Regions from separate parts of the Bicyclus anynana genome. Here region 2 is linked to region 1. Evidence: chromatin contacts called from public Hi-C data. All regions are on one chromosome and are shown on one strand. Each heading gives the region's core, a stretch centred on a gene start, on an enhancer-like site or on the middle of the called end of the contact. The rest is flanking DNA. Distances are from core to core; before and after follow the strand shown. Region 1 has its middle 4.7 kb from the start of LOC112055601. Region 2 has its middle 68 kb from the start of LOC112054558.

The links. A called contact is a pair of places that touch in the nucleus more often than the background predicts.
Region 2: a contact with region 1 is called in a Hi-C map of whole body, with 6 times the contacts expected there. The contact joins two enhancer-like sites. A contact is called at or near these places in 2 of 2 Hi-C or Micro-C datasets (whole body and whole larva).

Annotation. Positions count from the first base shown.
Region 1 is chr15:13,404,989-13,408,916 of ilBicAnyn1.1, forward strand. No RefSeq gene overlaps it. Among protein-coding and RNA genes, the nearest start is that of LOC112055601, 4.7 kb to the left of the region's middle. Within about 2 kb of position 1,908, at least 8 of the 8 cell types and tissues checked have open chromatin away from gene starts, as enhancers often do.
Region 2 is chr15:13,609,992-13,613,835 of ilBicAnyn1.1, forward strand. No RefSeq gene overlaps it. Among protein-coding and RNA genes, the nearest start is that of LOC112054558, 68 kb to the right of the region's middle. Within about 2 kb of position 1,785, at least 1 of the 8 cell types and tissues checked has open chromatin away from gene starts, as enhancers often do.

The sequences.
Region 1 (3,928 bases), core at 658-3,157:
ACTACCTTATCTAAAGAAAATATTATTTTAACAGTTTGATTTGCATTAACGACATTAGAAATTAAATGCCTAAGCAATTAGAAATGCATAGATTACTTTAATAATACTATAACACGATCAGGTAGGTATTCCAGTTCAATATATATAAAAAGGCTATGTAAGTACCTAATTATTTTTTATTATTTAGATCTTAGATATTATCTAGGTTTAGTGTGCAGTAAAATTATTTTAAGATAGGTAATTTCAACCAGGTTCTTAATACCTACCTATTTCGTCCATAGATTTACGGTTGCCTATGATTTTTTACACTGTTTGCCTAGATCATACATCTACTAATATTTTATTATTGTTGCTTGACAATTGGCCCCTAAAACTTACATATAATGATATAAATATATCACTAAACTTACATTTCGTAATGTAATTTAGATGTCGTTAACGTTTATTTGAGATTTCTGAGATTAATTTAATGGATCGTAAAAAGAAAATAACGTCTAGTTTTATTTATTCAATAGTTTCGAGACTATTTTCTCATTTAAATAAATAAAAAACGATAACGTAACTCTTATCTCTCTCACCTGACATTCAGTACTTATCAAGTTTATCACATTTGATAATGGCTATCAAAATACGTTCACATACCTACTTATGTACCCACATAGGTACATATTTCTTAAAATTAAAAAAAAAATATCTCGAGTAAATTCAGTTAAAAAACGTTATTTTTTATTTTTAGATAAGTAGGTACCAAAGTTTTTACGTGTTAGTTACAGGTTCCTATTTTGTTACCGTCAATGGAAATGGAAGCATTCGAATTTCGACCATTTGAAATTTTTATTGTTTTTGAATTGTTTAAGTATTATTGTTTTTATAAAGTTATTTTAAATAAACAAATAAAAGATATTAATGAGAAATAAATTCTAGAAGGGAATATTAACTGTAGGTGCCTACCTAATGTAATATTTCTTTATTCATGTGTTTTAGTAGGTAACATAGGTAAAAGTGTGTGTAAAGTTTTCTTAAGACTTTTTAACTTCAAAGCAGTTCTGAATCCTACACTAATCGCCTACCTGAGAACAAAAATTCGTACTTAATTTTACAAATTATTGCTCAAAGTGCATGAGTTAAAAACCTACGACATAAGTACCTACTTTTGTACCTAAATAACAATTTACAAATTCTAATAAGATTCCCACAAAGGCAAAACAGACATGTGTGATTTGTCTTCCACAAGAAAATAGCCCTACTTGCCTTGCTAAATAGGTACAATCACCCTACTTTTAATTTTCCAACGTTACAGTTTCAGTGGAAAATACCTAAGTGTAATTAGGTAAATACCTAGTACAGAGTACCTACCTACCTGTCAATAATTTCAGTACTTAAGCCTGGTTTAAATAAAATTCCTTATCCCTACCCCTACGAGGTAATCTGCCAACTTAAACGGGATTTTGACTGCAACTACAACGCATGATGCAAGGTAATTTTAGCGGGAAAAGTAATTAGAGGATTTTCAAGGTTACATTTTCATTAATTTTAGTAATGTTTTTATGTGGATTATCATTTTAAATTTTGGTGAATGAAGTGGGTACCTCACCTATAATTTTAATATTATTTACCTGTGAATATAAAATTATTGTCCTTCCACTGCATTACAATACTACAGGAAGTACACATTTTTGTATTTAGAACACAACAACACAATACGAAACTTTTGAATCCGCTCACTCGCCTAGCCAATCCGGCGAGAGTAGTTTCGCGGGCACACTTCAGGAATTTGCATTTTAGTTGCAAATAATTAGTTGTATTGTTTATGCCGCGGCAGTGGCGGCCGCTCGCGGACACAGCACTGCACCTCGCCACATGATGCTACTAAAGTAACAGCGTCTCTTTCCCCCATAACTTTGGCACAGTCTTTTTACAGAGGGCGCAGGCGCCCCTGACCTTTTTTAAACCGCGCCCAAGTACTGCAACACTCTACGCCGCGCACCTTCAGTGAAAATAGCGTTTTTTTTTCTGTGCATTTTTTCGCGACATCTCACTCTATCGTCTACATTTGCTAATTCACCGTCCCCCTCCACATAACGGTCGCTGTGGGCACCGCTCTAGCGTAGTACTAGATGGGTAATACTTTCTCTCTCTAGAGACGCCGCGACGCTGGTGACGCCAATTATTTTGCACTTCTTCAGTGACTAAACATATCTTATAAAAAATATAACCTTAATTTCGACCTTATCTCCTTATGATAAAATGCAACACTAAACATACGAAATGCAGTTACGACTTTATGATTTACAACACAATGTGTAAAGTTCCGGCCATTTTTGCGATAAAAAATGCTTTGCATGCACGTAACCACGCCTTTGTATACGCATATTGCTGTCTATTTTACTCCTTTTTTATTTTTCGATTGCCATCTCGCTCTGTCATGCACACATGTGAAAGATGAGCGAATGCTTCGGGACGTTTTACTGAACGCCATCTAGAGGTGGATAGCGGAACTCGCTCGAGAAAGGGGTTCGTTTCTAGTTTACTTTCTTTTCAATGGTTTGTATCTGTGAGTGAAAGGGGTTGGTTTTTGGATTAGTTCGGATATTCACCGCGCTATCGCAGCTCCACGTTTTAGAAACAAACCTTATAAAGCTCCTCAACTAAAAAGGGAGTGCGTGTTGCTTATAAATTAAATCATTCAAACGAGCCAATTAATGAACCGGCTTGACAATTGAGGGAAGAAGGTTTCATGTCTATAAACAATTTAATCAAAGGGATTTAGCTCTGAATTAGCATTTTATTTGCTTGCCGCGATCACTAAGCCAGCGGGAGATCTTGAGCAACGACCGACTACGCACATAACGTTTTACTAAAGAAGAGGAATTATTTTTTTAAACATCAATAAAAATACCTTCTAATTTAGTATGGCCATACGTAGATGTTATCGTTTATACCTTTAATTTGGTGATGTGAAAATTTTAATTTTAATTGCTAATTCAAATGAGTCAACCAATGAGATGCAAGCGAGTCGTCACGGAGTCCGAGCATGTATGGTGATTATTTTTAATTTGTTACCGGCTTTAATGGAGGGGATGCACATTTCTTATATTCTAGTAATCGTTTAAATAAAATAATTTAAAAATTAACCAGGTGTTTTGGTCATTAAACTTTTTATAGAAAGGTTGCCAAGAAAATTATTATTGTTCTAGCATTAAGACTAGATATTTGCACACTTCGTTCTGTGATTCATCATTACATTATCATCATCATTCCATTACATCAAGGTACAATTTCTAAATTTCTCACAAATTTACAAATTTAATGTAATCTCTTGGTCTATTGTCGTACCCACTCCTAGCACAGTCTTTCAAGACTAGTTGGAGGGAAATGGGAATATTGGTCATATATTAAAAAAAAAAACTCTGGATCTACTGAAACAGTTATGAAAAAAGAAAATTCTTTCACCAATAGAACTAGGTAGTAACATGGGCTATATTTTAACCCTTATTCAATGTTTGACGTGATAGTCCAGTGGATATGCCTTCGATTCGTTGTGCGTAGGTTCAAATCCGGTCTGGGGCAATCTTCTCCAACTTTTCAGTTATGTGCATTTTGAGTAATGATCTTGATGTCTCAAGAGGTGATAAAAACGTCGTATTTTCTAAATTCTCTACGTGTGTGAAATCTGACAATCCTAAAAAAACTAGCTGATCAATCAAAAAGTAGCTGACGCTTTCGGTTTCACTCGCGTGGTTCCCGTTCCCGTTAGAATACGAGGATAATATATAGCCTATAGCCTTTCTCGATAAATGGGCTATCTAACACTGATAGAATTTTTCAAATCGGATCAGTAGTTCCTGAGTTTAGCGCGTTCAAACAACAGACTCTTCAGCTTTATAATATTTAATATTAGTATAGATTTTCCAGTTGTGGGAATCAA
Region 2 (3,844 bases), core at 535-3,034, 200 kb after region 1:
TTCATGTGAACTCAGATAGAAAAATAAAATGTAAATTAGTTTTATTTTAATAATTTACTCACTTTGGATATAAGTAAAATTAAAGGACAACTGCAAATTTTGTAATAATAAAATTAAGAAAATTATTAACTTAATAATTTTTATTGAAATTTTGTACCTACCTACCTTGGTCTAAGCTACCTACCTATTTATATATAGGTAGGTACAAAATTTCGAAAAAAAAGAAGGTATGTACCTTCCGTTTAATTATATTATAGACGGTATCCTTATGTATAAGATAAGTATCTCTGTTGTTTTTGGCGAATAAAGAGAAGTGTTGTTATTTGAACTTTTCATTCAACGAGGGTTTTTTTTTATACTGGTAACCAATGATTATTTTACACTATAGATAGATTACGTGCCTACAAAATCACTGCAAAAAGTGATCCGAATTTCACATGATCACAATTTGTGATTACATAATAGATTATAATATATTTATGTATAAGTATATAGTTTTTACACTTCCTAAACACACAACTCGACATTGTAGACAATTTAGATATTATGTGTTTAAAAAACTGTCGTTGTTTAATAGGTGACCAAATAAAATTTAGACAATTGTACACATTTGTCCGTCTCAGTTTAGATGCGCCAGTGCCCTGTCTCTAGTATAAAAATATCATTGCTGGAACTATAAATATGATCCCCACCTAGTAACAAGTTAAAACTACCCGCAGCATTAATATAAATCTCTTTATTACTTCCCTCCAAAGTAAGAAAAGGAGGTCAAAGAAAGTAAAATAAAAGGCTTAAGCTCAAAGGCTCTTTGACGAAGCGCTGAATAGTCGACGCATTATTGACGCACATAATAGCTACTTAGATGAATGTACCAACATTGTAAGGACGTCGTGAGAACGTCAGGCTCAAACTGAACTCCCAGGCAAAGTTGTGGGGTAAACATGTCAACTTGGTACGTAGACGAGAAGTAAATAGACAGATAGAAAGTAAAGATGATTCGTTATTCGGTGTCATAACGCGCGCCATTTTTCCAGGTACAAATGTTTGTGCCCGAAATACATATTTCATTGTCAATAATGGCATTTAAACATATACTTTACTATCGGACGCCCGCTACTTCGTCCGCGTGGAATTTAGTTTTTCCCAAATCCCTCAGGAACCATGGATTTTTCCGGAATAAAAAGTAGCCTATGTGTTAATCCAGAGTAAAATCTAATACCATTTGAAATTTCAGCCAAATCGCTTCAGTAGTAGCGGCGTTAAAGAGTAACAAACATCCAAACATACATCCAATCATTCATACAAACTTTTACGTTTATAATATTAGTAGGATTAAACTAACGTAGTCTGAGCACTGATGATGAGCCAAAGTGGTTTTGCATCACGAGGTCGTCTGGGTAGGCTATGAGATTCTGAATTTTTCTCTATGAAACTGTCAATTGAAATTCTTAGAGCGGAGTTGAGAAGTTTCACGTTAAGCCTTCGTTCCCGGTCTTTAGCACTAATATTTGATATTAGTCGTTCATAAATTTAGAAATATTAAAGCCCACCAAAAAAACCCGCATTAAAGCAGCGTGGCCCTCGACTAGGCCGTAAAAATAGATTACAACAGTCTTAACCGTTTTATCGTCGGCTTAAAACCCCCAACACCTATATTAGGTACCCTTTTTGTAGCCACTGAATTAAAATGCAAAGAATTCGCTTACAGAACGACGACAGTCGCAAACGTCTCGTTAACGAATACCGCGCCATCGTTGCTCATTAATTAGCAATACGCCGCGAATATTAAGCGGAGTCGGGCTTTGGGGGTACGCGGGGAAAAAATTAATAACCCGCATTTCAGGCAACTCAATTAAGACAATTAGATTGCTCGGTTGAGCGCTGGTGATGTTGGTGACAACTATTGCTGTCGTATTATCTCGACTGTCTTATTACCATGACGGACTGTGATAAGCATTTAGATACGTCAAATATTTCAAATAAACCTACCAATAGAAGGATTTGTTTACGAATATCATCCGTAAACAAATCCTCCAAATTTCAGAACGTTTCATCATAACTTTTACGATATAGAGAGAAATTATAATTGCATTTCAGGCAACTCAATTACGACAATTACATTGCTCGGTTGAGCGCTGGTGATGTTGGCGACAACTATTGCTGTCGTATTATCTTGTCTTATTACCATGACGGACTGTGATAATAGCATTTAGATACGTCAAATATTTCAAAAATACCTACCAATATAAGGATTTGTTTACGAATATCATCCGTAAAAAAATCCTCCAAATTTCAGAACGTTTCATCATAACTTTTACGATATGGAGAGAAATTATAATTGCATTTCAGGCAACTCAATTACGACAATTACATTGCTCGGTTGAGCGCTGGTGATGTTGGCGACAACTATTGCTGTCGTATTATCTTGACTGTCTTATTACCATGGCGGACTGTGATAAGCATTTAGATACGTCAAGTATTTCAAATATACCTACCAATAGAAGGATTTATTTACGAATATCATCCGTAAACAAATCCTCTAAATTTCAGAACGTTCCATCATAACTTTTACGATATGGAGAGAAATTATAATTGCATTTCAGGTAACTCAATTACGACAATTACATTGCTCGGTTGAGCGCTGGTGATGTTGGCGACAACTATTGCTGTCGTATTATCTTGACTGTCTTATTGCCATGGCGGACTGTGATAAGCATTTAGATACGTCAAGTATTTCAAATATACCTACCAATAGAAGGAATTGTTTACGAATATCATCCGTAAACAAATCCTCCAAATTTCGGAACGTTCCATCATAACTTTTACGATATGGAGAGAAATTATAATTGATTTTCAGGCAACTCAATTACGACGGTTAAGTTGCTGGTGACAACTATTGCTGTCTATCTTGACTGACTATTATTACCACGACGTACTGTCATAATATAATATTTTTTTAAGTATTTTGATAATGCCACAGAATCACAATTATGTAAAAAAGATATATTCAATTGAAAAATATTTCAATAATAGGACAGAAGGTTTAGTTTTCTGAAAATCGTAGTTATCAGATAATAACTGGACGTAATTGTTGAGAGATAATAACTTGTTTAGAATTAAGTTCATCATAACTGTCTTATTACTTGACTGACTGTCGTATTGACGTAAAGATTTTTAAGATTTCTATAGAATCAGTTAAAAACCTTACGATTGCGGCGATTAATTTTTTTTACAGCGAAATATCCTAAACAAATCTACAACACAAAAATACCAGACAGGAATGTTATTAAAATAAAGAACTTGGTCCACGTGAAATTCAGTTTTTCCGAAATCCTGCAAATTCTGCGGGAAACATGGATCTTTCCGAGATAGATAGTACCTATATACCTACCTACAAGTATACGAGTGTGTGTTAATCCAGAATATAATCTATCTCCCAGCCAACAGTAGTTTTTGCGGAAAGAGTAATAAACATCCATAAATCCATCCATACAAATTATAATAGGATACATAGTTTCTCTCTGACCTGTTGAACCAATCAAATTGATAATTTTCTTAGAACAACTGCGAAATATCTTTCGGGGTATTTTCGTCATTTGACGGCCTCCGTGGCGCAGTGGTATGCGCGGTGGATTTACAAAACGGAGGTCCTGGGTTCGATCCCCGGCTGGGCAGATTGAGATTTTCTTAATTTGTCCAGGTCTGGCTGGTGGGAGGCTTCGGCCGTGGCTAGTTACCACCCTACCGGCAAAGACGTACCGCCAAGCGATTTAGCGTTCCGGTACGATGCCGTGTAGAAACCGAAAGGGGTGTGGATTTTCATCCTCCTCCTAACAAATTAGCC